Linked DNA regions of Macaca mulatta: region 1 is linked to region 2. A link is a contact called in public Hi-C data. All regions are on one chromosome and are shown on one strand. The core of a region is the stretch at or near the end of the contact, and the rest is flanking DNA. Distances in the headings are between cores, read along the strand shown.

What was found. A called contact is a pair of places that touch in the nucleus more often than the background predicts.
Region 1: a Hi-C map of liver shows a contact between it and region 2, with 5 times the contacts expected there. The contact joins the promoter of SMIM8 here to the promoter of SLC35A1 in region 2. A contact is called at or near these places in 4 of 14 Hi-C or Micro-C datasets (CD4 T cells, cortical neurons, fetal cortex germinal zone and 1 more).

The regions. Positions count from the first base shown.
Region 1 is chr4:98,586,623-98,590,852 of T2T-MMU8v2.0, forward strand. SMIM8 (small integral membrane protein 8) reads right to left here and starts at 2,154. Exons shown (of 3, transcript XM_002803820.4): 1 at 2,115-2,154.
Region 2 is chr4:98,446,590-98,450,796 of T2T-MMU8v2.0, forward strand. It overlaps SLC35A1 (solute carrier family 35 member A1), which reads right to left and starts at 2,601. Exons shown (of 8, transcript NM_001266759.1): 1 at 2,551-2,601. The coding sequence starts at 2,566.

The DNA.
Region 1 (4,230 bases), core at 904-3,403, 140 kb after region 2:
TGCCTGTAAAAAAGGTCTAAACTAAGCTGTATTTACTTCATTTGTTTCTCCCCGGTAACGTGTTCTTTACCTTTTTCTCCTGTCCATCCTCCTGTGATGGAAGCGTGCAATGGAAAAAGAAGCAAAGATAAAGGACTGCCTATTTACCCAACTCCATGAGAGTCATTTACATCTCAAAGCATAAGAATAGTAAGCCCCTGAAATTAGTAACACACAATGTGAGAGGTTGTACAGATGGTCCTATGCCGAGAGTCAGGACTAGTCATTTTTGAATGATTTTCCCTCCTTCAGTAAAAGTCTTGCTCAGGGAGTTATTCCAGAATACATGACTACCTATTAATATATTGTACATGCAAATTAGACCAAGCTATAAAGAATATAAGAATTACTTCAAGGGAAACAATCTTCAAATATATATTTTAGAAATAAGCACCTCAATAGAAGACAAAATAAAATGACCAGAATCATAAAATGTTAACAAGCAGGAACCTTATTAATAATGAAAGCCTTTCCTTTAAAAGACAGAGAATTATAAAATGGGCAAAATATTTTAATGAAAGTATAATACACTTCTTAATAGTTTCACATGCCACATTATCTTAATACTTAAGAAACTAACTTGAAGTTTGGGGCAGAAAACCTTAAAAATAATTTAAATTAGTTTAAACAAGTTTGGGATAGAATCAGAGGACTTCATGGCTTGAGGGAATTAGCATAACCTCAAATTCTCACTTCGCTACTTATAACCTGTGTGTCTTTAGGTGCCAACTCTGATTTTCAGTTTCCATCTTTATAAAAGGGTACTACTATCTATTGCATAGATAGGTACTAAATGTGTGTATTAAATAAGACGAATACATTTTAAAGGATGCAGATGTTCAATGAATGGTAGCTACTGTCGTACTCACCACTTTGTCTAACTCCCCCTTCTACATCCCCTTCTGAGAAACCCAGACCCAGGGAGATGTCTTTACCAGGAGGGTGCGATCACCTAGGTCTCCCAATCTCCAGCCCACCAATATTTCACCACCTCACCCCATCTTACTTTTAAATTGATAAAAGGCCTTTGCATATCTATTACAATATTTAAGAAACAAAATTATAATCACTTGTTTTAAAAACTGATTATATATATGTTGTTTTTAAGGTAAAATATACTTTTTAAAAAAGTATCTTTCCCACCGGGTGGGGTGGCTCACGCTTGTAATCCCAGCACTTTGGGAGGCTGAGGCGGGTGGATTGCTTGAGGTCAGGAGTTGGAAACCAGCGTGGCCAACATGATGAAACCTTGTCTCTACTAAAAATACAAAAAGTAGCCGGGTGTGGTGGCGCACATCTGTAATTCCAGGTCCTCGGGAGGCTGAGGCACGAGAATCGCTTGAACCCAGGAGGTGAAGGTTGCGGTGAGCTCAGATCGCACCACTGCACTCCAGCCTGGGCGACAGAGTGAAACTCTGTCTTAAACAAAACAAAACAAGACAAAACAAAACAAAGCACCTTTCCATCTCTTGGATGTACTACGGTCCCTGAAAAAAGGAGAAAGGCTTTGCTGGCGACAGCCTGAGGACTGACAATCTGAGTCTTATCTGGCTTCCCCCAATGTCATGGACTACAGTTCGCTGCCGAAGGCTTACTCAAAGACGCATTGGAAGCCTCCAGAAGAAACTTCATTCAGTTAAGTTCTACACATTGTGTGGCAGGGCTGAACAAGTACGCGTGTCCGCACAATGACAAAAGAAAAGGGGCATCTCCTGAAAACACCACCATGCTCCCCTAACTATGAGTCTGGTGAGCCAGGACACTAAGAAACTGGAGGAAACCAGAGAGTTCTAGGGGTGGGGGAGTCCATGGATGAAGTACCGAACAGACTGGCGCCCGCAAGGTGAGTCCGGGAAATGGGCTCTGTGGGGCCAGAAAGCTCCACCGACTTGGGGTGCGGGTACAGGGCGTCCACCGAGAGGCAAAGATTTGGGCTGCCCGAGAGGACGCTCCCTCCCTGGGGGGCCCGCAGGGCAGCCAGGAAGGGCAGAGACGGGAGCGTGATGGTGCGGCCGCCCGGTCCCCTCCAGGCCGGCGCCCAACCACTCAGCACCGTAGCCGCCGCCGCCGCTTACCTTTTGCGGGGTCACGTCCTCTCAGCGCCCGAGACGCCCCGCCCCACCTCACCGCCCCACCTGCGAGAGAGAGCGGTAGAGCGCGCCCGGCCTGGCGCCACAGCGTCTCCTATCTTCCGGAGGTTGCAGCGCGGGGCTGCAGGAATCCATCCAGCGCTCGTCGTTCCGGTTCTGAGGACCTCGCGCCCGTCCTTGAGGTCTGCGGGCTAGAGTTTGCAAGGGACGTTTTTGCTTTCTTCCCTTTTTGACCTTTAGTTTTCCACCTCCCAACTTCAAATTACCTTCCAGTTCCGTGTGTATGTTTGTATAAATAAAAGGAGACATCTCCTAGAAGTATGTTTATTTCATGAAAGTGGAAAAGCATTCTGATTTGGGAAAGAAAGCTAGATCTGATCTCCTCCTACCCCTACTTTAGGGGCACAGTCATTTAAGTGTAGAGTTAATACTCTGCCATTACGTTAGGGCCTTGAGAGTCCAAGATGCAGATGTATGCAGGTGCAGTTGAGACAAGAATAGATATAGGGATGCTGGTTTGCACATACTTTGCTGATGTTTAAGTTTGTTGGGATACACGTGAAAACTGATATGGTTTGGCTCTGTGTCACCACCCAAATCTCATGTGGAATGATAGCACCCTTGTGTTGAAGGAGGGCCCTGGTGAGAGGTCACTGAATCATGCGGCAGACTTTCCCCTTGACATTCCCATGCTGAAGTTCTCAGAAGATCTGTTCGTTTAAAAGTGTGTAGCACTTCCCCTTTCGCACTCTCTCTCTCTCTGTCTCTCTCCTGCGCCATGGTAGGACGTGCTTGCTTCCTCTTCTGCCATGATTGTAAATTTCCTGAGGCCTCTGGAGCCATACCTCCTGTACAGCCTGTGGAACTGCGAGCTAATGAAACCTCTTTTCTCTATAAGTTACCCAGCCTCAGGTAGTTCTTTCTAGCAGTGTGAGAAGAGACTAATACAAAAACCAAAAATAAAATTCTAAGCACCACCACCACCCACCTACCCCCAAAAGGAATGGACCTCTGTCTTGGCCAAGGTAATCTCAAAAAACCCTGAAAAATGAGTTCAGACCCTGATGGGAAGGGGTGGGTGGTTGGACATGCCTCATTATACCCTCCTCCCATTGGAGTTTAGACACAACTGACCAGAATTAACATTAAAACGGAGATCTTAAGACTGATAAAATATACTGTAGCAATAAGAAAATTCCAACCTGACTCTGGAATAACATCACATGACACATAGTGGGACCTGAAAGAAATAAAAATATGTTACCCCAAAATATATTTATTCGACATATTTTGAAATGGCCTTGAAAAGCTGTCTCTTCCGGGGAAAATTTACATTCTATACAGAATCACTTTCCCTTACTAGATTTTTTTTTTTTTTTTTTTGAGATGGAGTGTGAGAGTGTCACTCTGTCGCCCAGGCTGGAATGCAGTGGCATGATCTTGGCTCACTGCAACCTCCACCTCCTGGGCTCAAGCAATTCTCCTGCCTCATCCTCCCAAGTAGCTGGGACTGCAGGTGTATGCCACCGTGCCTGGCTAATTTTTGTATTTTTAGTAGAGACAGAGTTTCACCATATTGATCAGGCTGGTCTCGAACTCCTGACCTCAGGCAATCCACCTGCCTCAGCCTCCGAAAGTGCTGGGATTACAGGCATGAGCCACTGCGCCTGGCCCCTTACTAGGTCTTTTCCAGAGAGTCTGACATCTTTTAAGGTCTGATAACAGATGTTCACATCTATTCTCTGAAGCCAGCTACCTGGAGGCTTTATCTACATAATGAGAACCTTGGTTGCCACAACACCCCCGCTTACCTTAGCTCAAGCTGGCTTCACATCTTCAGGCAGAGCTTAACTCTTTCAACTAACCGAAAACATGAAAAATTTTTCAATTCACTTTTGACCTGGAAGCCCTCTCCCATGCCCGCACGCTGCTTAGAGATGGGCCAAACCAATGTATACCTTACATGTATTGATATATGTCTTTGCCTGTAACTTCCATTTCTCTAAAATGTATACAATCAAGCTGTAGCCCGATCACCTTGGGCACATGTTCTCAGGACTGTCTGAGGCTGTGTCACAGGCCATGGTCCTTAACATTGGAG
Region 2 (4,207 bases), core at 1,351-3,850:
AAATAAAAAGTAAAACAGAAGAAATATTTTTTAACTGCTTAAACTTTCTTTCCAAAAGATCTGAGGAGCCAAAAATCAGTGTTTATAAAAAAGGAAGTGAAGGAGATCACTATAATAATTCCTTCGTTCTAAAACTTTCCTACACAAGGGAAAAAATATGACTGCAAAAATAAACAGCAATAACCTTTAATCAGTGGAAGAGAAGGCACTCCCCATCTTCTAGATAAGGGGTGAACAAACTATATATGTCACTAGTTTACATGAGGCCTGTGAACTCACAATGGTTTTACATTTTTAAATACTTGATTAAAAATGTAGTAACATCTTGTGATACATGAAAATTGCATGAAATTCAAATTTTAGTGTCCATAAATAGTTTTATTAGAACATAGCCATGCTCATTTGTTTCTAAGTTATCCGGACTACCTTTTTTCCCCTACAACAGCAGATCTGAGTAGTTATGAAGAGACTATCCAGCCCTTTACAGGAAAAGTTTGACAACTCATGTCCTAGATTATCAACATTTTCACAAATAACAGAGATTAGGGCTGATAAACTAAAAAGTACTTTATTTTAGGTATTGCATAGGTTCCTGATTCCAAAAACAACATAGTGAATATTTAAACACTAAACCAAATATTGATGGCCTACAAACATATTTTGACTTATAATATTGTCACTAACTTGAAAAAATAGCTTTTTGCATAGTGATTACATAGGAATATATATTATACTCTTGAAACTACTGATCTAAGTGGAAGAGTAATCAAATAAGTTTAGGAATGTGCAAAACAGATTGGGCTTTGATATGGAATACCAGTTTTAAATGTATTTCAACTTTTAAATACTAAATGTTTTTAAGTACGATTTTCTCTGGCAGTTTAACATCAGACTAAACTATTTCTTGTTCACTCCATTCACAAATTCTCCAGTATAAAATTTCAGTTATTAGCAATTTCAGTTATTTTAGGGTAATATCAAAAGTCCATATGTAATCACTTCAAATTGGGCAAATCATTCAAACCACACCCAATGCCAGTAACTATAAACCTAGCCAACAACTCAACTGGCAGCCACATCTTAACCCTGCATTGTTCTCTGCTTCTCACGAAGTTCTGTTTACTCCTACACAGTATTTGTGTGGAAATGTCCCTCAAAAGAAACTTACAGTTTAAAATTTTTTTCAGTTACGTTTTACTATAGTTTATGGGGACATTACTTGTAATACCTAAGAACTTAGAAATTCAGGAAGTCCCAGATAAATCTTTTGTGGATATTCGGAAGCTATAGAAACTGTAATTTTGTTAGGATTACAATCAAGCCTCAACAAATATGTATTGGCAATAAGCCTAAACCTTTACATTGTTGCAGCTATTTCAAGTAATGATTTGACTTCTGTTATTTATAAGTTTTCGTTCGGATCAATTTTGCTATCCCCATTCCATTTTAGTTATCAGAACAATTCTATTTCTTTTTCCTTTATTTCCTGTGTTGCTACACAAAAGGCTTTTAAGATTGGACTTATTTGAAATGAAACAGAAAGAAGACATAAGAGAAGCATATGCAATTAAAGACAATGCCCCTGGGCAGGGCCTGATGATAAACATGGACCTCGCAACAGGGAAAATAACTTGACACCCACGTAAGAAGATATTCCTTAGGTATTCGTTCAATATTTATTCAAGGGTGAAGCCAAGTGTTCTATGGAGGAAGGGTGGAGCAAGAATCCGAGTGTTGTCCAACTTCTCCTAGTTAATGCACCACAGTCAAAAAATCCACCTCTGGTCCCAACTTACACTGCTCAGCAAAAGTGGTGCGGAGTCAATTAGACTCGCCCTCCTTAAATGCCAATTAGTAAACAAATACGCCTTCACCCAAATGTGCCATCCCTTAGGAGGAGGGAGGTGGCTCTCACCTTCCACCACAAATATCAGAGTGTTCCTTCTAACTGCATACAGCATTCTCTATAATTACATACAGCACACAGGTGGGAACTGTTAACGATTGTTATCTTCCTTTCATTACGATTTCAGTGCTGTTTTGACGTCCCAATGATGTCTTTACTGGTTGTTGCATGGCCCAGCCGCCGCGTGGGGTCTGCGCCCGGAGTCTGCCTTTAAGTCTCTGAGCATCCGCAAGGCAGGAGGCGCAGAAGACACCGAAGTCGCGGGGCCAGGGCCAAGAACTGTCCTGTCTCGCTGGGCGATGCGGTCCAGCCCCGGACCCACGCCCTGGCCCCTCTCCGGGTCCGCCGCAACCCAGGCCTGTCAGAATTCGGTTCCCACCCACTCCCAGCTAGTGGAGGTCAGCGCGGTCTCGGACTGCCGACCTGCCAAACGCGGAGTCAGGCGCGGAGACTGCAGCCGCAGGGGGAGGCCGGCTGCCCGGACGGCCGGGAGCAGCTCCACGCAAATTCCTGACGCCTCAGCCCGGCCGCAGAGGCCGTGGGCAACCAGGGTGTTCCGCTGCTCGACAGGCGCGGACCAGCGCAGATGCTAGACCGCCGCCGCCCCCCTCAGACTTCCCACTCCCAGCAGCCCCAGTCCTCACCTCTCGGGGCAGCCATGGTTCCCCGATAGCCCAGCGCGGAACTGACGCCCGCCCCTTCCGCGCCCCAGCGCAGGACACCAGGGACCGCCCCTTGTGGTCATAGAGACGAAGCCGCTCGGCCTAGAGCGCCTCGCCGGCCTCCCGGTCGGCCACGCGCTAAAACTGGTTTCAGGAATCTGAACTACACCCCAAAATGGGGAGAACGCGGATCGAAGGGAGGCCTTCCCGGCCGCGTCCTAAGTGACAGGTGTGTGAAATTCGGTTGGGGAGGTGGTTCTGTAAACTGCGGCTCCCCGCCGGCTGAGTGAAGGGAGCGCTGCCTTCTGGGAATCGTAGTCCTCACAAAGGTGTGAGTAGGCGGCAGATAAGGATTTGGGTTTAGCCTTAGGGATTCACTCCTGTCAAAGCTGTTAGAGAAGCTCCCAGAACTCGTAAAGTAACAAAAACTACTTGCGGCAACATTTGTAACTTCCACCTAGCTCATTATCTTCCACTGTTACCTTGTGTTCTAGATAAGTTATAATTTATGCTACATATTGTTCAAACGTCTTGTGCCTGTTCCATATCGTCAGCATTGTCATTGGTTATATTTACCCAGCTAGACATTCTAACGAATGATCTTCGGACAACAAAAGGGCCTTTTAAAAAAAATTAGATGTATCGGCCGGGCGCGGTGGCTCACGCCTGTAATCCCAGCACTTTGGGAAGTCGAGGCGGATGAATCACCTAAGGTCAGGAGTTCGAGACCAGCCAGGCCAATATGGCGAAACCCCGTCTTTACTAAAAATACAAAAAATTAGCCGGGCGTGGTGGCTCGCACCTGTAATCCCAGCTACTCAGGAGGCCGAAGCGGGAGAATCACTTGAACTCGGGAGATTACAGTGAGCAGAGATCGCGCCCCTGCACTCCAGCCTGGGCGACACAGCGAGACTTCGTCTCAAAAAAAAAAAAAAAAGTAGATGTATCAACAGGCATTTTAACCACTATAATCTCCACTTTCACTAGGGGATGTTAATTATCATAATTGATATTAGAAATAATTCATTGGTGAAATAAATGATGTTCCAGATATGTGTATTGGTTTAAAATACTATGAAAATACCTCAGCACTTACAGGAATAGCGATGCAAGATTCTGAGCTGCCCAGCAGCCCACACCTTCTGCAGCATGTTCTTTCTCCAAAATTGTCCTTTTAGAGGGTTGAGTGGTGAATGTTATATACCATTGTCTTGTTAAATATACATATAGATATATCTGGTCTGTTAACCTTCTTGGAACATTTTGCATGCCTTATTGGCATCATATTAATATTGGGAGGGGCTCCCAGGAGACCAGAGTTGACTTTGTAGAGGCAGACATTTGATGAATCTCATTTTGGAATAGTGTTGGACTCTTCCTCTACCTGGTAATGAGTGTGCTCACTGGTACTAATCTTCCCTTACCGTAATTGGTATAGTTTCTACTTGTAGAATTGTTCAGTTCTCTCCTGTGTATGTACTTATGCATACATTTAAACAGAAAAGTCATATATGTACTCGAAATTAATTTTAAAAATTAAAAATATTCTATCATACAGTCCTTCCTTTGTTTTACAGCTACTGCTTTGTATGGTTTCTCTCTTCCCAGTTTGGACCATCATTATAGTGTCAACTTACCT